Linked DNA regions of Mus musculus: region 1 is linked to region 2. The links are chromatin contacts, called in public ChIA-PET maps. All regions are on one chromosome and are shown on one strand. The core of a region is the stretch at or near the end of the contact, and the rest is flanking DNA. Distances in the headings are between cores, read along the strand shown. Region 1 overlaps Gm41005 (a long non-coding RNA gene). Region 2 overlaps Ell2 (elongation factor for RNA polymerase II 2).

Region 1 (6,143 bases), core at 1,932-4,431, 86 kb before region 2:
AGACAGTCTATCAGAAGTAAAGTGGAAAATGTTTGGCCTTGAATTTTTTCTAGTGTTAGAAGCCCTTTTGTTCCTTTTCACATGTTATCAAGTGGTTAAGGCAGGGCGGATTCTGGATGAAATTCAGGACAATCTATCAGAAGTAAAGCGGGGAGAGAGAGTAGGAGCAAAGAGAAAATATGGTACACAAAATAAGCATACAGGCCTTTCCAAGGGTCTTGAACCCGAGGAAAAGTTTAGGTCAGGTAAGAATACCTGGGGAGAGATTAGAAGGAAGGAAAAGAAAAAAGAAAAGAAAAAAGATCAATTAGCGGAGGTCTCTAGGAGAAGGAGCCTATACTCATCACTAGGTGAGCTCAAGGAGCCAGTTCTTAATAGTTCTGAATCAGATGAAAAGGCTATTAGGGCCTGGAAGGCGCTCTCCCAAGCAGGTGAAGCCACTGGACAACTAACAAAGATCGTCCAGAGACCTCAGGAGTCATTCTCAGATTTTGTGGCCAGAATGACAGAGGCAGCAGAGCGTATTTTTAGAGATTCGGAGCAAGCCGCACCTCTGGTAGAATAGCTTATTTATGAGCAAGCCACGCAGGAATGCAGAGCGGCCATAGCCCCAAGAAAGAACAAAGGTTTACAAAACTGGCTTAGGGTTTGTCGGGAGCTTGGGAGACCTCGCATTATGCATTACTTCCATTCAGTATGAGAAATTTACTAGGGCAGCTAATTTGTCAAAAAGTCTTTCTCAGTATATGTTACAGAATTGGACGGCTGAATTTGAACAGACCCTTCGGGAATTGAGACTTCAGGTCAACTCCACGCGCTTGGACCTGTCCCTGACCAAAGGATTACCCAATTGGATCTCCTCAACATTTCCCTTCTTTAAAAAATGGGTGGGATTGATATTATTTGGAGATACACTTTGCTGTGGATTAGTGTTGCTTCTTTGATTGGTCTGTAAGCTTAAGGCCCAAACTAGGAGAGACAAGGTGGTTATTGCCCAGGCGCTTGCAGCTCTAGAACATGGTGCTTCCCCTGATATATCTATGCTTAAGCAATAGGTCGCTGGCCATTCAGCTCTTGCACCCCACGAGGCTAGTCTCATTGCACGGGATAGAGTGAGTGCGCTTCAGCAGCCCGAGAGAGTTGCACGGCTAAGCACTGCAATAGAAGGGCTCTGCGGCATATATGAGCCTATTCTAGGGAGACATGTCATCTTTCATGAAGGTTCAGTGTCCTAGTTCCCTTCCCCCAGGAAAAACGACACGGGAGCAGGTCAGGGTTGCTCTGGGTAAAAGCCTGTGAGCCTAAGAGCTAATCCTGTACATGGCTCCTTTACCTGCACACTGGGGATTTGACCTCTATCTCCACTCTCATTAATATGGGTGGCCTATTGCTCTTATTAAAAGAAAAGGGGGAATTGTGGGGAGCGGGTGTGGCGGCAGTCCCAAAGGTGCCAGGGACTGCAGCTAAGTCATATGACTTGCACCTGACTTCCTCATATAAGACACAAACATCTTGAGAGCTGCACAGGTGTACCAGGATACAGGTGAATCCAATTTGGTGGAGATTTGCCCCTGCTGCCCTGATTAGCTGAAGCTGCGTGCCTGGTGAAGTGGTGTGGCCTGCTGTGCGTGGATGGGAACTGAGAGTATATAAGAGTGAGAGGCCCGGGTTAGAGGGAGGATTATTATTCGAGAGAGGATTGTTATTATTGGGAGATATAAACAAGGGAGATATATAGAGAAAGAAGAAATAGGACTGAATAAACGTGTGCAGAAGGATCCTGCTGTGGCGTCGTTCTTGCTGGCGAGTTGGGGGCGCGCTCGAGACCTCAGAGGCAGAATGTGGAGAGTAACAGAGAACTCTCCAACACTCTCCACATGTACACCTCCACAAGTATGTGTGCCTACAAGCACAGAATGTGTAACTCTGACAGCTTATGTTAGGGAATGTGGAAGACATATATGTTATGACATCTATATCTATATCCACACAATATATAAAACCGATGGGCTTTATTTATTTATTTATTTTTGAAGAAAGTCTTGAAATCCGAAACCTAATCTGTCACTCCAGTAGACAGATGGAGTAGGACGTTTCCTCGTTCATCCTCTATCTTTGAATGTTTTCCATTTGCACACGTCACTTCATGATTGTTTGTTTTGTTTTTTATTGAAGGCAGTGATTGAGGAGGTGGAGAATTGAAAACCAGTTCAAATTAGTATTTTGTTTGTTTTGTTTTTGAGCTAGTGTCTTGTCAATGCATTCCTGCCTGGCCTGGAACTCACTAGGTAGGCAGGCCTTGAATTAAAAAAGATCTGCCTGCCTCTGCCTTGCCTTTTCTGAGATTAATGATGCACACCACCACCTCCAGCCAGATTAACTTTTAGGAAACTTGACAAAGCAGAGTTAAAAACAGAGCAATAGTTTAAAGGGATAGTGGGACACAAAAGGATGGAGGAAGAGGATATTTGTCACGAGGGAACTTTCATATGTGGTTTAGCTCTGCTCTGCTCTGCTCTGCTCTGCAGAGCTCTGCTCTGCTCTGCTCTCTGCTCTGCTCTGCTCTCTGCTCTGCTCTCTGCTCTGCTCTCTGCTCTGTTCGGCAATCAGTTGTAGAGAAGGTGACTGGTGGAGACTGGTAAAGAACATTGAAATGTCTGCTTCTGCCTCTTGCCAAGTAATGGCTCAAAGAGAAAAATTCTTGAAGGTTGGAGAGTACCTACAAGGAGGGGAACTACATATGGCTTTCTAGTGTGTGTTTCAACTGCAGCTTGACCTCATATCTGCCCTAGGCCTTCTGACCAGCCGGAACTACTGGAGGACAGGGATGGGGACAAAGTGGCAGTGTTAATCTTACCAAGAGGAGCAGCCATACCTCTTGAGGGTGGTCCTAGGTAAGGAGGAGTTTAGCAGGGCTAAAAATAGGCAAGACAAGAGGCCACAATGCAAGCTCTAGGGCACAAGGTAACCTAGACTTTTATGCATGTCCAAAACACCTACTGTGGGATCCAGCCTATCGAGGAAGTCAAAGGAGCCAGGGAGAGGTGGTAAAAGCAAAACAAGGAGACATTAAAGTAAAAATGAAAATAGAAAACTGCTTCATGAGCAAGGATTCAAAAGCAAGAACAGAAAGCAGTGGGCATGGCAGGAAACCAGTACCACAGGAAGCCTGCTAGGTGCTTGCCTGTATGACTAAGTAGGTGTAGCAATATGGGAAGGCCTGAAAAAATAAGGCAGAAACTGTACAAAGCAGCATTAAAGCTCAAACTGGTAGGGTGGCCTATAATCTCAGATACCTGGAGAGTGGGAGAGTCAAGGCCTGTGTGGATTATAGAATGAGTTAAAGACCATCATGGGCAATTTACTGAGATGCTGTTAAAACTAGGGCTGGAAAGTACTTAGTGATGTGGGCAACCTCCAGTTCAGGCCCTAGAAGTGAGAGGAAGGAAAAGGCAGAGACAAATGCCTTTCTTTGGGACTACTGGCAACAAGTAGTACCTCAAACTAAATGAGACCCATCACACCAGGAGGCCAGCAATCTTAGAAGGAAGCAACTGAGTTGCCAACACATCAGACATTCCTTTGTGTTTGTTAACAGCCTATGTGCAATCCCAGAAGTCATAGCTGCGATTGTGAAAATAAATTCTTGAAATATGAGATGCTGAAAGGAAATGAATCATTTAGGGGCAGTCTTTAATTAGAGGGGACAGCTTGTCTTATCCAGAAACAACAACAGGACACATGTGTACATCATAGACCTGAAATAACCAACGAGCTTAAGGTAAAATGTAAGAGAAATGGACCCCAGAAAAAAGAAAATCCAAGATACCTATAGCCACCAAGCAAGGGCCTCATATGTTTTAGGATGTGGCCACTGATCAATGACGAAACAGCAGCTGCTGCAAGCCTTTCCTAGCAGGAAGCAACAGTCACTGCAAGCCCTTCCTAGTCCTGAGGGCTTCCACTGCGCTTACTGTCGCACCATTGCCCCATGTCATAACTTACTTATTTCATTTCTTTTTCATAGAACACAAGGTTTGTGAGTTGGAATATAGCTCAGTGGTAGAGTATTTGCCTGGCAAGGGCAAAGCCCTGGTTTGGGTCCCAGTACCACTATCACCAATAAACCACCTCTACCATGAAAGCAAAGCAAAACAAACCCCCAAACCCAGCAAGAACAACAACAAAAAACCCTCAAGCCAAAAAAGAAAAGGACAAAGAACTTAGTATAAAGTTCAGTTAAAAGACTCTTGTACAAATAGATGAGAAATTTATGTGTGACAAAAATGGTTTGATGGGCTTCTAGTCAAAACATTTTTGCTCATGAAAGTTTAAGCCACTGTCCTTCATTGAACTTTTGGGGTGTTGTAAGTGGGACACCCCTCCCCTCCCAGGTGAGGATGAGTGAGCACAGAAGCTCAGAGACTCCAGTGGGGACAGGAATGGGGCTGTGAAACCACTCATGGCACAGAGGAAATGTAAAGCTGTCTGTCCTGGCTGCACAGAAGACCCTCCTAGACAGTTTGTACCACCAGCTGCCTTCTCTCTACCGGGGTCCCTTCACATTTACACTGTCACCAAAGACTCTTCTTTCTGAGAGGAAGAGCCACTCAAAGGCATAATTTTTGTCCTGGTAGCAAGGCACAAGGGCCTTAGTTCTCAGGTTTATGGCCAAATAGTGGGACACTTACCTGTGACCCACAGGTACTGTTTGATGGAGATAGCTGCTCTCTACAGCTTGAAATGTAGCAACCTAAGCATGGTAAACCCAGCTAAAAACTGCACTGGACTCTGGGAGAATCTTTGCTTGGACAAACTGTCGTCAGCCTCTAGGACCTTCTGCTGTGCCTGACTCTGCATTTCCTTCTGCTTCATCTGTAGTAGAGCATCCTGCTAAGGTAGGTTAGCAAGACTCTATGTCCAATCACTGTGTCACTCCCCCAAGTGATGTCTGTCCACCTGGCCTGGCTTCAGCAGGGATCCTGTTCAGTTAATTTAGCCCAAATTCTTCTTTTTCCTGATGTTCCCACTTAGTAATTGTCTCTTCTGTTCCTTGCTTATGAGTCTCAACTGCCCTTTCTGATTTGGAGTTGAGCCCAGTCTCTCCCCTGCTTCAATATCCACCTTTGCAGTGGTTTAGATACTGATCATTATGTTCCCGAGGAAACCTTCCCAACTGTGTTTCATCAAGCACCATTCAACTTGTCTTTTTTCTTTAACATTTTCTTTGCGAGAATCACCATGTATGAGAACTTTCTGTTATAGGAAGCACAGAGCTTTAGTAACTCATAAGCTTGGTGTTTCTCACTGTGCGGAAGGCTTCCTCTTCCATGTACAGATATGACTCAGCTTCTTAGTTCCCTCTTCTCGTCTTGGTGGGGAATTGGAGGAGTGTGGACCTTTTGTGCTTTGGAATGGACCAGCAGCTAGATTCATGTGGGATAGTGAAAGACCCACAACGTGAGGACTCTCCCACGTTCTGACTCAGGAGAGGCGACACCCCAAAATCACCAACGAGAAAACGGTCTTGTTGCAAATTGCAAGAGGATTTTTATTCAAGAGCGCTCTCGGGCCCACGGTCATACACCACGCAGGGGTAGAGGACTGTGGCGCCCCGAGTAGCTGGGTAAGGGGGTATTTAAAGGAAGAAACCGAAACTCAAGGAAGTGGGGAGGGCTTTGTTGGAAGATACCAAAGATACCAGTTAAGAGTCACAAGGAAGTGTAAAGTTACAAGAGTCACAAGGAATACCTGGTAATTGTTAACTCTCAAGACAGCTTCTAAGAGCCCCTAACAATAGCACATTTGCATTGCAGGTTCTGGTAATGGCCAGGGTGACTTTCTTTGAATGAGCACTCTTTGAACCCAGGAAGCGGGTGGGTAGAGGAATGTCGCTATCTCTTTTATGATTAGCATACCTTTACAAAGGCCACATTCCCAAGCCTGGGCCTAAAGGCCTAGAATTCTGTTTTTACGTTGTTATACTTTCAATAGGAACTGGATCCTCTCTCCCTCCTCCTTCCCCTCCTCTTCTCCCTCCTCCTCTTGTCTCTCTTCTTCTTGGGAACTCCTTCAGGAAAGCTTCAGGGAAGCTGAATCTTGTTCTTTGATGTTCTTGGGTGAGTGGCATCTCCTTCCTCTCC
Region 2 (6,494 bases), core at 3,845-6,344:
CCGTCTATCTCGGTTTGCAGAACCTGACTGTTAGGAAGACTTTCATAGAGGCTGAAGCCTCAGTGCCATGTCAGGACGTGTGTAGCTTAAGGTTCCTCTTTGGTGTATCTCTGACTTGGAAATACAATACCACTTTTCCGAGAGTATAGAAGATTTGTCCTATTTATTAGATTTTAGCTTATATATCTTTTAAATGATTTATTTATTTCGTGTATATAATTATTCTGTTTTCATGCATACCAGAATAGAGAATCAGATTCTATTACAGATGGTTGTGAGCCACCATGAAATGGAACAAGGGTTGATTTGGCTACCTTTCTGAGAGGTCTGGAAAGATGTTACTGGTATCTGGTGGGAAGACAGAGATATTGACAGATGAAGTACAGTGCACAGCCTCAGTAACCAAGAACTGCCTAGTCAAAGGGCAATGCAGAAACTTTGGTTTAAAAACTGGTAAGTTGTAGTCTTAAAACAGAATTCAGATTTCACTGATTTCTATAGAAAAGAAAATTGTCTTTAAAAAAAATAAAGTATCTATTTCAAACAAAAAGAGTCACTTTACTTTGTACCCTCATTTCAATCTTAGAACTTCTGATGAGAAAACTAGAAAGCAGAAAAGATAAGCAAGACCTTATGAGCCACAGAATGTATATTATGGCTTACTCACATTTATTTCCTTTTCTTTCTGATTGGAAGTGACAAAACTTAATGCATTCAGCTACAATTTTCAAATAGATCATGAGTCCTTAAAGACTCTAATCCCTGACTAGATGAAAAGATTAAAATACTTAAAATTAAAATTGAGAAGTTCTTCTCTTACCAAGGGATTGTAAGATTGCGCCTAAACTCGGACTCAGATCTGATTTCCCATGGTAGTTGGCCCAGTCCTCAGGGCTGATCCTAAGTCCATGCAAACAGTACATGCCCTCCCCACACCCTGCTGCTTCTTGTGTGCCACCAATTAGAAGGCTGGTTCTTAAGAAAATGAAAAGAAGGCACTCTTTCAGTAAACCATGGGACAAAACTCCTATATGTCACAGCAGAACTGTGTATATCTCCAGTTCTACTGAAACTCTTATCTCAAGCACTTGGTATCGGCCCTGAACTAAAGAAGGACTCAGAGCCCTCCCAAATGTGGCCTTCGCTGGGTCCTCCTAGTTTAGTTGTGATGTCCTTTGTCACCCACCTGCTCTGTCATATATAACCTGCTTTTTCCAGTGTCAATTTTCCTGCTTATGGGCTACAGTAGCTTATGGACTACAGCGCTAACAGACCTGCCAGCCACAGAGCTAAGTGCTATTTGTAGCCATCGCATGCTTGAGGGCATACTTAGATACTCAGACATAATAAACTGCATCTAATTTGTACCTTGAGAATAAAATGATATTTACAAAGTATTAAATTTTGTGTGATTTCAGTTTCTTATTTAGTATGAAGGATATAGAAATGTATCACCATATCCATATAATTGGAAAAGTAGTTATTAATTTTCATTCCAAAACCAAGAAACTAAACAACAAAGGCTTAGGTCTACAGTCCACAACCTTCCTCTCCCAGTGCAGTCTGTTTTCGATAAAAAGCTACAAAGAAAAGGTTTCAGGAAACTTTCAGACATTTATAATTAACATGGGCGCTGTATGCCACTGTGTCTTAAGTCAAAGCTTCTAATTATTCAGATACAGGCTCAGGCATGTGGCAATAAAGTACTGTCTGAAAGGTCATTTCATCATCAGTCACAGGCCGGCTATCTTAAGGATCTAGGGCAGAAGTACAAGCATACACTGCTGAAACTCATGCACACTGGTATCTGCTTAAAAGTGTTTGGTACCTGAGCCCCATATAGGATCAAAGCATATGCTAGATTAAAAAGAAATCTAGTAAGGCTTTATTTATTTAAATGTTTTGCTTTGTGGCGATCACAAAAGACTTAAATGGCAGTGCGGTAATTATAAGCATTAATACCTAACTTTTTCTCCTACAGTGACTGAAAGGCTTTATCAGACATTTATGAGCCAGCAGTAACGAAGTTTGATATGGACGTTCTTGGGGTTGTTCAGTTGAACCACAGGACCAGGGGAGCCCAGATCATTTTTCAAATTCTTCGTTTTATAAATTAGAGACAAAGAGGCCCAGTAAGCTGTCCAAGGTTATATTCATGCTTAAAATTGCTACCCTATACTCTCAGACCACTTTCTCTGCTCCATGGCTGTCTGAAACACTCATTACCTTGTAATACTAACATATTATGTTTATGGTATTTCTTCCCCCTCTAGAATATAAGCTGTGCAAAGACAGACGCCTTTGTGCGCTTGTGAATGTACTGCCAGTATCTTGAATGGTGCAGAGCACAAAGTAGTCACTCGATATGTATTCGCTGAGTGAGTAAAAATGTTGATTAATGTCTCAGGCAGAACTAGAACTGGTGTCTGCTTTCTTTCCAACAGTATTTCCAAAGTATGCTGAAAAGTTTTATTTAAAATGGGGATTCTACCATCAAGTAAGTTTGGGAAATGCCAGGTTAAACAAAACGACTCTCTTGGCTGTAGATCTTTTGAACCAAAAAGTCATTTTCCAATTCGTATGACCTAAAATAAAAGTCTTTCTTTCTCTTCGACCTCTGCAGAAGCTCAGCAAGCCAGCATGTCTCTCAGTATCATCTGTCTGGTCTTCTTACCACTCAGCTCTGCAGTGTGCAGTGTGCAGTGTGCAGACTGTGCACTAAGCTTAGGTCTAGGAGAAACTTGCTGTAAGCATCTAAGCATTAGAATTCTCTGCTGCTTTCAAACTCTTCCCAGACTTCTGATGATTCTGATTTCCTAAGAATCTAGGAAATGGTTTAGGAATGCATGCACTATACATATTCCACAGTTCTGGGGGAGGATAACCCAGAATCAGAATAGAGAATAGAAACTTCAACCTGAAAGCCACAACCAAACGAGAGCTACTTCTTACGGCTCTAGGTCCAACAGGATAGGTTTTGGGGAGGAAAAGAAAATGGCCTCAGAACAAACCAGATGTACAAACCAACGCTGGGGTCAGAAGTATGAAGTAGATATCCTTTAATGGCAATAGAAAAAAATTAAATATAGAAACACAAGGGAAATCTAAGGGCAGAGGCTAAGAGTTTCTAATACATGCTAAAAACCTCTGGAGGTTCATGACAGATACTTTTGTCGATGAGAGTGGTATAAAATGTCAAGTGCAACCGGCATAAAGAAAAATATTGGAAGTTACCCAAAAAAGTCATGTCATGTAGCAACTAACATAAATAATGCAGGATAATATAAATTCACCTGTTTCTTTGATTTCTCCCATAACAAGATGTATGCTAAAGAAGAGAAAAGAAAAGAGACTAGCTTTCTCTCTTAGTCTCCACTATCTCACTTAGACCCAGAATACTTTGGAAGTACTTCAGGGTTAAAATGTGTAGCAGTGCAAAAATGAGTTATGCCTTTGCTACTGTTGCTGTTTTGGTGGGGTAGAGACTGACTAGAAAAAATGACTTCCTAGCTTGATATGCTCACCCTTATACTGAGTTCTTTTCAACTTGTCACCACTCTAGAGGAAACACTGATTATAATATTTACAACTGGTATTATTTGGAAAACTACAGCTTTATCCATTTATTCCACAAATATTTAGTGAGTGCTACTATGCTGAGTACTGCTTGGATTTTGATGGTATACTGCTAAATAAAACTGAGTGAGATCTTTCTAGGAGTCTGATGGTAGAGGCAAAGAGCAGGAGACAGAGAATTGGGAATTGATGTATTTTGTGACAACAGGAAGTAGGACTCATAGACATATTAAATGTGAGGAATGTGAGAAAGAATGATGACATGGCATTCTGTCTGAGAGGAAGAAAACTGCCTGAATGTGTACAGACATATGAATCCCCTGCCAGCTCCCTCTTGTCCTTGCTTCCAGCTGTCTTTCATCCTGGAAGTGACACTGAGTCCCTTAATATAACTGAACCCACTAACAAGCTGGGCATGAATTTTAAATACAATTGACCACTGTTGGTTTCACAAGCTAAAAAAGGGCTTCAAAGTGAGTTCTGTTATGACTCACTTTGCAGCTTGATGTCTAAACTCACTTCGAAGACGCCAGGTGGCTGGGAGTAAGCTGGTTAGTAGCTGGCTATTTCCAGGAAAGGAAAGAGGACGGGCTGGGCAGTTGTAAGGGAAAGATGCAAATAATAGATAATTAGAGATATACAGGGAAAGCTATGTGGCTTTAAGGAGTATGAGAAAATAAAATTTATATTTAAAAAATAAATGTAAAATTGAGCCAAAAGCTGAAAGCAGCTTTGGAAGTAAAAGTGAGAGAGCCATAGGAAAAAAAATCTATGTAATATGTTCAAAATGCAGTCATGGCTAGACTACACATATGGAGTCCTGGGGAGCAAAAAGTAAAACCTCCCAGTGAGTTCAGCAATTCTCGTCATTCTTATTTTAGAAAGCATTTAAAAAATCTGAATACATTACATAGAATGGATGCTGACATAGAAAAGAACTAAACTGTCTTCACATCCCTGAGTCATCTCCCAGAACACTACAGTATCCTCTGAGGCCCCTGCTGTCCTGAAGACTTAGTGTCCACCCCTCTCCTTCTCAAACCACCCTTGATGTCCCAGCTCGAACCCATCACATGTTTGTCTTCTACTCCCCAATTATTTCTTAAATATGCATTCTCATCTATCTCCCCTGCTTTGTTTAAGATCCCCTCATGCCTTTGACAATGTCTTTTGTCTTTCAGCTTTTTTTTGATCCCTTCTCAGTCATATCCGTAAATCATTCAGCTCTTATCCCCAAATCACTCAGGTTTTAAGTCAAATATCCTCCAATGCCAGTCTGAACGCATCAGTCCCATACACCATTGATGGTTTTTTGGTTTTTTATTTTTAATCTAGCTATCCATGAGAGGGAATTGAAGTGCATTTATAGGCATCCAGTTATAGGCATCCAGAGTTCTCTGCTACTACAGCAACTGAACTGGGCCTCACTCGCCATAGTGCCCTTCATCTCAAGAGGCAGCACCGTGCCATCAGAAAACACTGGGCTGAGTCTCTACTTCTTGTTTATCTTGTGGTAACATTTCTTTCATTTATGACTCAGCTCAGGACCTTTACTCTGTGAGGAAGCCCAGCCGTCTCTAGTGAGGTGGGCTTAGTTGCTCCTCTTCTGGGTCCTCACAATCCCCATAGCCTTTACTGCTTCTTTACTAAGTTCCCTGGGTTCTGATTTATGTCTTTCTCCCCCACCAGACTGAGTTGTTGAAAATCAAGGGCTGTGGTCTCATTCATTTTTGTTTATGTTTGGGACATTGAACATGCCTCATAAATATTTGCAGATTTACACAAACAAACAATCAATCAAACATGCCAGTGATTAAAAACAAAACAAAACAAATGAAGTTGAAATAGGCCACGTAAGTAAGGCTCTTTGGGAAAGTAGGACTCGGCAGAGCAAACACCGACTGGAGGGCGTGAATGTCAGGAAGAGGAAACGTCTGATCTCTTCTAGGTTATATTTAGCCTGAAAACATAGGCAAAGTGGCTTCTTGGGTTTGTGGTACTTAAGATTTACATTATACACGTCTCTCTCTCTCTCTCTCTCTCTCTCTCTCTCTCTCTCTCTCTCTCTCTCTCTCTCCATACATATATTTCTTCACTAAAATGCAGAACTCTTGTCCTCAAGTTCCATTTGAAAACACATCCCAACCTCTTAAAAAACACAACTTAGAAGACCCAGGGAGATAGCTAAAGGGCTGGGAAGGACACACTAAAAGAACTCAGGGAGACATTATCCTGGTCAATTATAAAGCAGAAATTTGTCTTAAAAAAAAGTTTGTCTTTCTGAAACAAAGCTCAAATCTTAGTTCTACAAGGAAAAAAAATGTTATGTATGAACAGTTAAGTTCCAAATCCCTGTGAGTTTTCTCTCCTCCTGCTCGTCTGCGGTCCTGAGGAAAGCCACACCATGCCTGGAGGAACGGCAGGCAAAAGCTGGCAGACCTAGGTTTGTGCCTGGCAGTCATAAGCAGTGGTGTAAATCTAGTGAAGAGACAGACCTGACGGGACGGGTAGGAGCTGCCCTGAAGATCAACAGAACGGCTGGCCTAGGCCCGAGATTTTGCAAAATGCATGGCTTCAGCCCAGTTCAATCAACATCACCATGAAAACTTGCATGCTCACTAATATAAACAACTGTTTGGAAGGTTATTTCCAAAGTGAAATGGAAGAGTGACCAGCTCTTAATTCTGGATTCCACTATCAATTAATCTCAATACATTTTTCTTTTTAAAGCTATTTAGATTTTTTTTTAAAAAATAAATCTTTAGTTAGCCTGGTGCATGTTGTGGCATATACCTCTGATTCCAACATTGTCGCTGGTCCTGTAATAGAGTCTATTGGTTGTCTATATTTTCCCATCCCTTTCTCTCCTCTCCCTGACTTAATTTCTGGAAACAGCTCGACCAGTTGGCCTTAAAAAA

What was found. ChIA-PET counts read pairs in DNA pulled down with a chosen protein or histone mark.
Region 1: an RNA polymerase II ChIA-PET map of memory CD8 T cells shows a contact between it and region 2, with 6 read pairs. The contact joins two enhancer-like sites. A contact is called at or near these places in 2 of 39 promoter capture datasets (the C10 cell line and pre-B cells), 3 of 115 datasets of contacts at active chromatin or transcription factors (effector CD8 T cells, embryonic stem cells and memory CD8 T cells) and 1 of 9 other capture datasets (adipose tissue).

The regions. Positions count from the first base shown.
Region 1 is chr13:75,822,584-75,828,726 of GRCm38.p6, reverse strand. The region is part of intron 1 of Gm41005 (a long non-coding RNA gene); the gene reads left to right. Among named protein-coding and RNA genes, the nearest start is that of Glrx, 14 kb to the left of the region's middle. Within about 2 kb of position 3,181, at least 122 of the 459 cell types and tissues checked have an H3K27ac peak or open chromatin away from gene starts, as enhancers often do. A contact at or near this core is called in adipose tissue and memory CD8 T cells, where this site is marked.
Region 2 is chr13:75,737,766-75,744,259 of GRCm38.p6, reverse strand. All of the region lies in intron 2 of Ell2 (elongation factor for RNA polymerase II 2), which reads right to left. Among named protein-coding and RNA genes, the nearest start is that of Ell2, 34 kb to the right of the region's middle. Within about 2 kb of position 5,094, at least 80 of the 459 cell types and tissues checked have an H3K27ac peak or open chromatin away from gene starts, as enhancers often do. A contact at or near this core is called in adipose tissue and memory CD8 T cells, where this site is marked.